Linked DNA regions of Mus musculus: all the other regions are linked to region 3. Evidence: chromatin contacts called from public HiChIP or PLAC-seq and promoter capture Hi-C data. All regions are on one chromosome and are shown on one strand. Each heading gives the region's core, a stretch centred on a gene start, on an enhancer-like site or on the middle of the called end of the contact. The rest is flanking DNA. Distances are from core to core; before and after follow the strand shown.

Region 1 (2,700 bases), core at 133-2,632, 440 kb before region 3:
TGCACATACACATTTAAAAATAACTTTAAAAAAGTATGAAGACCATTTGTTGATGAGAACAAGCTAGGGCTTGTATTACTGAAAGGACTAGAAAATGAAAGACATAAATGTGCAAATCACGTCTGAAAATGTTTCTGTTTCTTTGAGGGCCAATTCTCTATTTCATTCTTATATATAGTGAGGTACTATACTGGAAACCATGAACGTCCCAGGAACTTAAATTGAACATTTAAACACAATAGTGACTTGGGAGCTTACAGTTTAGTAACACTATGGAAGAAGATTAACTTTGTACAAGAGGTTCTAATATAAAAATTAGCAGCGTGTGTAGGCATACATCTGAAATCCCAGCACTTAGGAAGCTGAAGCATAAAGATTAATAGGCATAAGATTCTGTCTCCAAAAACCAAGGTTGGGCTCACTAATAGAAAAGGTAACTTGCTTAAAGCACACAAAAGCCTATGTTCAACCTACAACATTGAAAAAGAAAGCATACACTCACATATTTACATAGCAACACACAGAGGTACATAGCATCAAGATTTAATTTAAATAGACAGTGTAGAACTGCCTATAGTCAATGGATAATGTCAGTTCCACATATCACCTAAGTTTAGTTTCTTAGCAGATCATATCATGAAGATTATGTTCCACATTTCTTTCCCTCTGACCTAAACTCCATGTTAGCTCTCAGCACTCTTAGCAGCCTAGTAATTAATACTTGGTTACATTTTGTTTCTGGAGTTGCTTTTGGTTTTCTTATTCTCATTCAATCAATTAGAATGACTTTCATAGAGATACAGAATGAACCAAGGAACCAGCAGTCAGCAATTCTGCTTCATTACTGTTAACAAAACCAATAAACTTTGTTATGATTTATAAAATATCATTGCCAAAAGCAGAGACTTTTTAAAGACTTACAAATGCACATGATCTTCGGAAGATCATAACTAAAGAACATCAGAAAAGGCACTGATTTTCCTGTTCCCAGTCCTGAAGCAATCCAATAAATATAAAAGGGAAGAAGATCCACTTTAGACTCAAAAGATAGTGTCATAAGCTTATGTAAACCCGACTTAAAAATGCATGCACTAAATACACAGAAATAATCATCTTTCAAAGCATTTTACAAAAAGATTACACAAAAATCCAGGCTTTTCTTAGATTTTTTAAATCTTCCATTTCTTTTTAATATTTTGCTTCTTTAAAGAAAAATCTCCTTTTTCCAATTACAGAGAGGAAATAAAAAGAAATGCAACTCTTTTATGTAAAGTAAATCCATCTGGATGTTTGCTCCATCCCATACTAGAAACCTGTGATCCCCAACCAGAATGAGTTATAGGAAAGCTGCAGGCAAAATTGTCTCCATACAGCACAATCCATTATCCCTGTCAAGTTAATGTTCCGTGTTGAGCCATATGGCACGGGTACACATTCAACAAAGGAAATTCCTTAAACTTGTTATAATCAGCACTTGCAGTCATCCAAAAAACTGACATAAACAGCTTTATTGTGTTTAGCACATTTCAGTTAATATCCATGACAAAAACAGGAAACAGTACAGGAAAAGGAGGAGGAATGTGGGGAGCAGTGTTATTTAAAAAAATCACCACACACACACACACACACCCTCAAACTGTGCATTTTATAATTAGGCTTTTGTCATTGTTGCTGTTGGCCTAAGCAAGTGATTTTCAATTACAGTAAGCACACCAACCTCTCCAGAGTGATCTACTGGGGCAGACTTAAGAGGGAAAAAAATTAATGACAGCAATTTTCCATGGTATGAGCAAAACTAAACCTTGAAATTCTAGTGATTCAGATAAATCAGTTCTGGCAAAATAACAAAACTCTAAATCCTTATATTTGTTTTCTTTCTACAGTCATTTTATAATTGTTAAAATGCAACTGAGCTTTATTAAGGAAAAAGAAACCAACGCAATTTAAGTAAAGTATCTTCATATGCATTTAAGAGCAGGTCACAGAAAATCAAGGGCTCCCACAAGCCTTTGGTACTCGGCACATCAACTCTAGTCAAGGTATAAGTAGAGCAGAACTTCATTTCAGCCCCCGCAGTGACAACAATAAAATGCTGAGAAAACACACTATCAAATACTGAACTCAGCATCAATTTCTGTTAATTACAGCCTTGTCAGCAACGTGATTATTCAAACAACTCATGCAAATGTTAATGAGGCCTTATTTGCATATTTATTTTTTCCTTTGTTGAAATGTCATTGATTATTACATTCTACTATGATGAATGTGGCTGATGATGTGCTCTGATATGTAATTAGTCATTAGGTAGAATGAATAGATCAATTATGAAAAAGGACTAAGATTAAGAAATATCAAACAAGACCGCCCAACGTAACTATAGAATCTTTTTTTAAAAGGACCTAATAAATAATTTCTTGACATTTAAACTGCAACATCAGTAGTTTTCGATAAATAAAGGACTACTTTTGTGAGGTTAAATGAAGGCTTAAAAATACATCAGTACTCTGATAATCCAATTACGATCACAGAAACCATCTCTAGAAAAAAACCTGAAAGCCACCTAGAATTTAATTGTCAGGAAAACAAGCAGCAAAGGAGAATTGAATCTGTTTTAAGCTCACACAATTCAGAAATAAAGTGTATCTTAATCTAGTGTGAGGTGGAGACAAAATCTGTTAAGAAAGAGGCATATAATATCCT
Region 2 (2,700 bases), core at 200-2,699, 330 kb before region 3:
TGGTGCCATCTTATATGAAGCAGGAACATGGTGGCTTAATCTTATCTTTGATATTTTCTAATTTGGGGTGTATGTGCTTGTTCCTGTGTCTGTCTGTAGCACATAATGTTTTTAAAATAGTGAAAATAAAATCTGAAAATACAAATGCTGTCTTCCAAATCACCACACGAACAGTTATATCCTGTCAATTGCCTTTCTGAAGAGCTGCCTTGGATGATGGCTATCTTAATGAAAGTGCCAATTAAAAACAAAGTAGGCACTCACCCTGACATCCCAGTGTAACTGAATATTTAATATGAAATGACTCCTGGCCAAAAGCATGTGCCTGCTTAACTAGGAAACAAAATTGTCATCATTTTCAGATACACTAACAAAATTAACTTCAAAGAAGCAAAGTGACTTCTATACAAAATATATAATTGAAAAGTTTAACTTTTTTGTTCATGTTCACACAAGTAACATATTTATTCTAGAGATTAATCACTTAAATATTATGACATTGCTGATATAAAGTTGTATTAGTACAGATTTTTCAACAGTGCAAAACTTTAAAATAAACCCAACTATTTACAAATAATGTATGTAAAGAAAACAGATAAAATTCTTGCTTCAAATATCTGTAGCAAAGTCCAATTGTAATTAAATTCAGAGAAACTTTAAAATACAGAAAAATGAAAGAATGAATACAAGCACCACCAAAAAGTCAAATATTCTATTACATGAGCAGTTTTAAAGGAGGCAATACAGCAGAAAACAAAACCAAAATTCTTATCTACATAAAAACAAAACAAGATCAGGTCTTAAGAAAAGATGATCATTCTAGGTGGAAGAACAGAAAAACAATCTTCATAAACTATGGGTCTGCTATACATTAGAACATCAGTGAATTATCAACCAATACAACCACAGTATTTTTGCTATTCATTCAAATTTTTATTCCAGACATGATTACCAAAAAGCTCCATGCCATTCTCCTTTTAAAGAATTACATTTATTTATTTATTTATTTACTTACTTACTTACTTACTAACTTATTTTATAAAACTGACTCAAAGCCACAAAGTTTGTCTGAGGGATGGACATACAGCTCTGAGCCCTTAAATGGTTCGACTATTAAGCCATCTGCTTACATCAGAATTACTTATCACTATAATAATACACTGCTGCTGCACATGGCTCCTGTTGCTCAGACTATGAACTCCTTAGAAACAACAATATACCTACTTTCTAGTCATCTACAAAGCATTGCTCTACAACATTGTATATTTATTTATAAGTACTCAAAAAAAGGGCTAGCTATTAATGAAAATGAAAGTAATGGAACCAATGGCACTGAGAACCCATTTAGCTATTTCTGAAGAATGCCTCCTGGTACAAAAGCCACTCACAGTCTGGTTGAATGAGCATACCTAAGCAATCATGTTTCTATTTGTTACAAATGAACACTTTCATAACCCCAGCAACTGGATGAGACATGCTTAGGTGATCATCCTGAAACTAGTCAAATCATTAAGTCATTAGTCACCAAATGCTTGAATGTTACAGTAAGAATGCTAACCCAGAAATGCTTCTTAGACTGGAGAATCTCTGTATTTGGTTGGACAAACTAAGACATTTTAAAAGTCTGAATAAAAAAGAGCAGGAATAAAAGGCAGACACATAAGTACCTTATCAAGAGACTGTAGGAACCTGAGAGATGGCTGAGCTGGTAAAGGAATGCTACACTAGCATGAAGAACCATAAATGTCTTTGACTGGTCACTGTTTTTCCTGTTGACATACTTTCCTACTCCCATTGCTACAGCTTATGTCTCCTAAAAACACTTCCAAATATGCTCACAACAGAATGCTTGCCTCTCCTACTTTCTGAGCATGTATGTATTTCCTCTATTATTCCCTGGCTCTCAGGAATGCAAGGTTCAAAGCAGCAAGCAAGCAATACTAAATGACTCAAGATAAAAGCTAAATCAATTCTTTAAAAAATTAGAGAGAGAGTCTAATTGGGAAGCTCAAAAAGTCAATGACAGGCAGCTGTGGTGGCAAACGTCTATATTCCCATCTCGGATTACAAGTCTGATATCAGACTGGGAAACTTAGCAAAATTTTGCTCAAAATAAAATTATTACTAAAAGGGTTAGGGTTAACTCAGTATATAAAAGAATAGATCAATTATAAAACACTTACCTAGCACACGGGGAGGGAGAGGAAGAAGAGGGAAGGGAAGCAGAGTGGTGAGGAGTAGAGGAGCAGGAAGACTAGGGGAGAGGGAAGGGAAAGGAGCAGAGAGAAATGGAAGAAGAAAGGAGGAAAGAAAGAAAAGTACAGATCAGTGAAAGAATTATTTTTAAAAAAAAATTCAAGAGAAATGAAAAAATCTGACATACAAAAAAAGAATTATATGACAATTTCAAGAAAAAAATTAGTGAAATCTAGGCATTCCTGACAATAAATTTTGATCCAGTATCAGCTGACCCTAAAGAGATTTTAGCATATACAGCATAAGAAAGTAAATTAAAATGCTATCACTAAAAAGTATTAGTCAAAGCAAACAAGACAACAATCAAAACTGAGTGACCGAAATAAAACATCACCCAACCAAACACTGCATATTCTTTTTAAGAGGCATTAATATATTAACAACCCAAGATGTAAGTCATGTTGTAAACTGCCTAGCTGTCCAATGAGGTGGCCTCCAGCCAAG
Region 3 (2,700 bases), core at 12-2,511:
CCAGTTGAATTAAGTACTGCAGAATGTGCTACAGCTAATTCAGACTTCATTCCAGTTTTAATAAGATCTATTTTTTTTCCAAAAGAAACACAATAGTGGGGGGGAAAAAAAGAAAGAAAATACTCGGTACTCAGGATATGAATGAAATGGCATCTCCAGAGGGCCGATGGGAATCCTGGACTTGCTTACTGGCTGTTTTGCAAAACAGGTTTTTAAAAAGTTACTTTTCAAAAATCATACACGAAATGAGGAACCAAAACAGTCGGGTATTAGGATCCGTTTAGAAAGCCCTAAGAAGTGGCTTTATAAAGAAGACTAGCTGGTTGGTCTGTTTATTCCAGGACAGTCATCCTTCTGTAAGATCTCCCCGCAGAACTAGCCACGTTTATGCCACAAACACCCGAGTAGGTGTGAATGCTCGGTGCAGATAGCAGAGTAATACTAGCAATCCTTAATCCCTAAAAGGATGTCATTTTTCAGTTTATTAAATATTTTCTCAACCCTTATCAATCTTAACTTTTCCAATCTTAGAAAACAATTTGTTTTGTGAGTAGATATAAATAAAACATACAGAAGTTGCTCTCTAAATCGAGAGAAAACTTTTCTTTGCGCACACTGGGGCCCGATGTGGATAACAGGATCATTAGCGACCAAACAGATGATGCCTCTTTCTCTCTAACAGAGACTCGCTCAGCGGCAGAGAGCCCTTCAATTCCAGCAGAGAGGTGAGCTCAGAACTTGTCACTGGTTTCTGCTTGTACTTAATCTTCCTGTTTATTCTTGCTTCATTAAAGTCAATCTCCACAGGGCAGACTGTCATCCGAGCTCGGCCCATCCTGCTGTCTGCGCTCTCCAGAGAGCGTGCTTGATCCTGATAAACAGACTGCGAGCCAGGCATGTGACTGAACGTGACTGAACTTCTTAAGGGAAATAGAAGACATAAAGGCGCCCCTCCCACACCCTCACAGCAGAATTTGTCAGGCAGGGCCATCCTCTCAATGGGGATGATGCTTTTCCAAAAGCCTGCCTTTCAGACTGTCTGAAGTGAGATAGAGGGTACTTACTGTTATCGTTGTGTGGCACGAGGCCCTTCAGGTTGCCTTAGCTGATGTCATTCATCTGCCAGGCCCCTCTCTTGGGATTCAGTATCATCTAGAAGCTGTCTCCTGAATGATGTGCTACCCCGCTAGGAACTGCAGACAAAGATACTGTCTGTGTTAGTTACTTCCTCATAGCTCTGACCACACGTCAGACTATCCCAGCATCCTCAAGATTTCAACATGAGAAAGCAAGAAAGGTCTTGAAGTCTGGACCCTTCCAGTAACTACTAGAAGTCCTATTGGAGGATTTACTACCCCACCCAAAGGGCTACTCTGGGCTTCCGGCCACCGTTCAGTTTCTCAGTGGTAAGAGCATTAGTGAAGTGGATTGACAGCTCAGCAGAGAAAAAGCTGCCCCAGCCGCTGTGGGGTTGGGGTGGGGTTGCAGCCTCTGCAGAGCCTCCCACGCTCAAAAGCTCAGCTCTCTACTCCATCTCTGGGCAGTGGCTTTTCCCTTGTACCTCTTACTTTGATCCTGTTTCTTGGCTTTTCTTAGGATGTATTATTTAGCACTTTATTCTTTTCCATCTTAAAATTGAATTGTTAAGTTAGGGGCTAGAACCAAGAGTTTGTGGAAATGGTTATGCAGTTCCTTCTATTAGGGGACTAGGGGAGTGTACTGAGTGAAGTTTCTCTTCTGGGTGCTGCTGGGAGACGAAGACTTCTGAGAGGTGAGGTATCAGGCCTTTCTTTGAGCATTGACAAAGAGGACATGTTGAGGTCCCCAAAGGAAGAACCCTCAAGGGAGCGGCCAGAGAGAGTTCAGGTGGGGGAAGTCGCAGGTCAGTTGAGGGACTTGGTTGATTTTTATGGCAACAGTGGCATCTGAACTCAGTCATGAAGGGTTTGGTTGCTCTGTGACATGGATACTTTGATTTTATCATTGTCAAGAGCTGAGAATACCACTTTTCATAAACATATATAGCACAAAATGTTAGGAGTGTCATTAGAGTCATTTCAGAAGTTGTTGAAGCTAAAATTTCTTTATTGGTTTCTTTTATGAAATTCAAGCCGGTAGTCAATAACAACTGGATTCAAGATCAAGCATTCCAACACAATTCAATCCAACAATATGCTAATTTGATGCTCACATAGTAAAGAATGATGAAACGAGAGAGCTGGCGAGATGGCTCAGCCGGTTAGAGCACTGACTGCTCTTCCAAAGGTCCTGAGTTCAAATCCCACCAACCACATGGTGGCTCACAACCACCTGTAAAGAGATCTGACGCCCTCTTCTGGTGTGTCTGAAGACAGCTACAGTGTACTTATGTATAATAACAAATAAATCTTTGGACTGGAGCGAGCGGAGCCAACCAGACTGAGCAGAGGTCCTAAATTCAATTCCCAACAACCACATGAAGGCTCACAACCATCTGTACAGCTACAGTGCACTCACATACATAAAATAAATAAATCTTAAAAAAAGAATGATTGGACAAAAATATTAAATGTCTTTGTTTTATATAATCTGTATATGTCTCTATATATGTCTTCTATATGTCTCTATGAGAATTGAAGACCTTGTATGTACAGAAAAAATACAAAATCCAACATACAGTAGCTCTGGCCTGAGCTGGGGTGATTCAGGCAGTGACCATGG

Evidence for each region. Promoter capture Hi-C pulls out the DNA fragments that hold promoters and counts their contacts. HiChIP or PLAC-seq counts read pairs in DNA pulled down with a chosen protein or histone mark.
Region 1: a promoter capture Hi-C map of pre-B cells shows a contact between it and region 3, with 4 times the contacts expected there. The contact joins the enhancer-like site here to the promoter of BC065403 in region 3. A contact is called at or near these places in 10 of 39 promoter capture datasets (the 3T3-L1 cell line, the HPC-7 cell line, embryonic stem cells and 4 more), 1 of 15 datasets of contacts at CTCF or cohesin (the NIH/3T3 cell line), 4 of 484 Hi-C or Micro-C datasets (the HPC-7 cell line, cortical neurons, embryonic fibroblasts and 1 more), 1 of 115 datasets of contacts at active chromatin or transcription factors (embryonic limb bud) and 2 of 9 other capture datasets (embryonic stem cells and embryonic tail).
Region 2: a contact with region 3 is called in a CTCF HiChIP or PLAC-seq map of the NIH/3T3 cell line, with 6 read pairs. The contact joins the enhancer-like site here to the promoter of BC065403 in region 3. A contact is called at or near these places in 4 of 39 promoter capture datasets (the 3T3-L1 cell line, liver and stem cell-derived epiblast-like cells), 1 of 15 datasets of contacts at CTCF or cohesin (the NIH/3T3 cell line) and 5 of 115 datasets of contacts at active chromatin or transcription factors (the NIH/3T3 cell line, acute myeloid leukemia, astrocytes and 2 more).

Annotation. Positions count from the first base shown.
Region 1 is chr9:71,973,224-71,975,923 of GRCm38.p6, forward strand. The region is part of intron 5 of Tcf12 (transcription factor 12); the gene reads right to left. Among named protein-coding and RNA genes, the nearest start is that of Tcf12, 140 kb to the right of the region's middle. Within about 2 kb of position 1,383, at least 40 of the 459 cell types and tissues checked have an H3K27ac peak or open chromatin away from gene starts, as enhancers often do. A contact at or near this core is called in the HPC-7 cell line, cortical neurons and pre-B cells, where this site is marked.
Region 2 is chr9:72,074,907-72,077,606 of GRCm38.p6, forward strand. All of the region lies in intron 3 of Tcf12 (transcription factor 12), which reads right to left. Among named protein-coding and RNA genes, the nearest start is that of Tcf12, 36 kb to the right of the region's middle. Within about 2 kb of position 1,450, at least 34 of the 459 cell types and tissues checked have an H3K27ac peak or open chromatin away from gene starts, as enhancers often do. A contact at or near this core is called in the NIH/3T3 cell line and astrocytes, where this site is marked.
Region 3 is chr9:72,408,606-72,411,305 of GRCm38.p6, forward strand. BC065403 (cDNA sequence BC065403) reads right to left here and starts at 1,262. Exons shown (of 2, transcript NR_152222.1): 1 at 1,065-1,262; 2 at 39-883. It overlaps Gm27230 (a long non-coding RNA gene), which reads left to right. Exons shown (of 8, transcript XR_003948355.1): 6 at 683-725; 7 at 808-1,406; 8 at 2,112-2,290.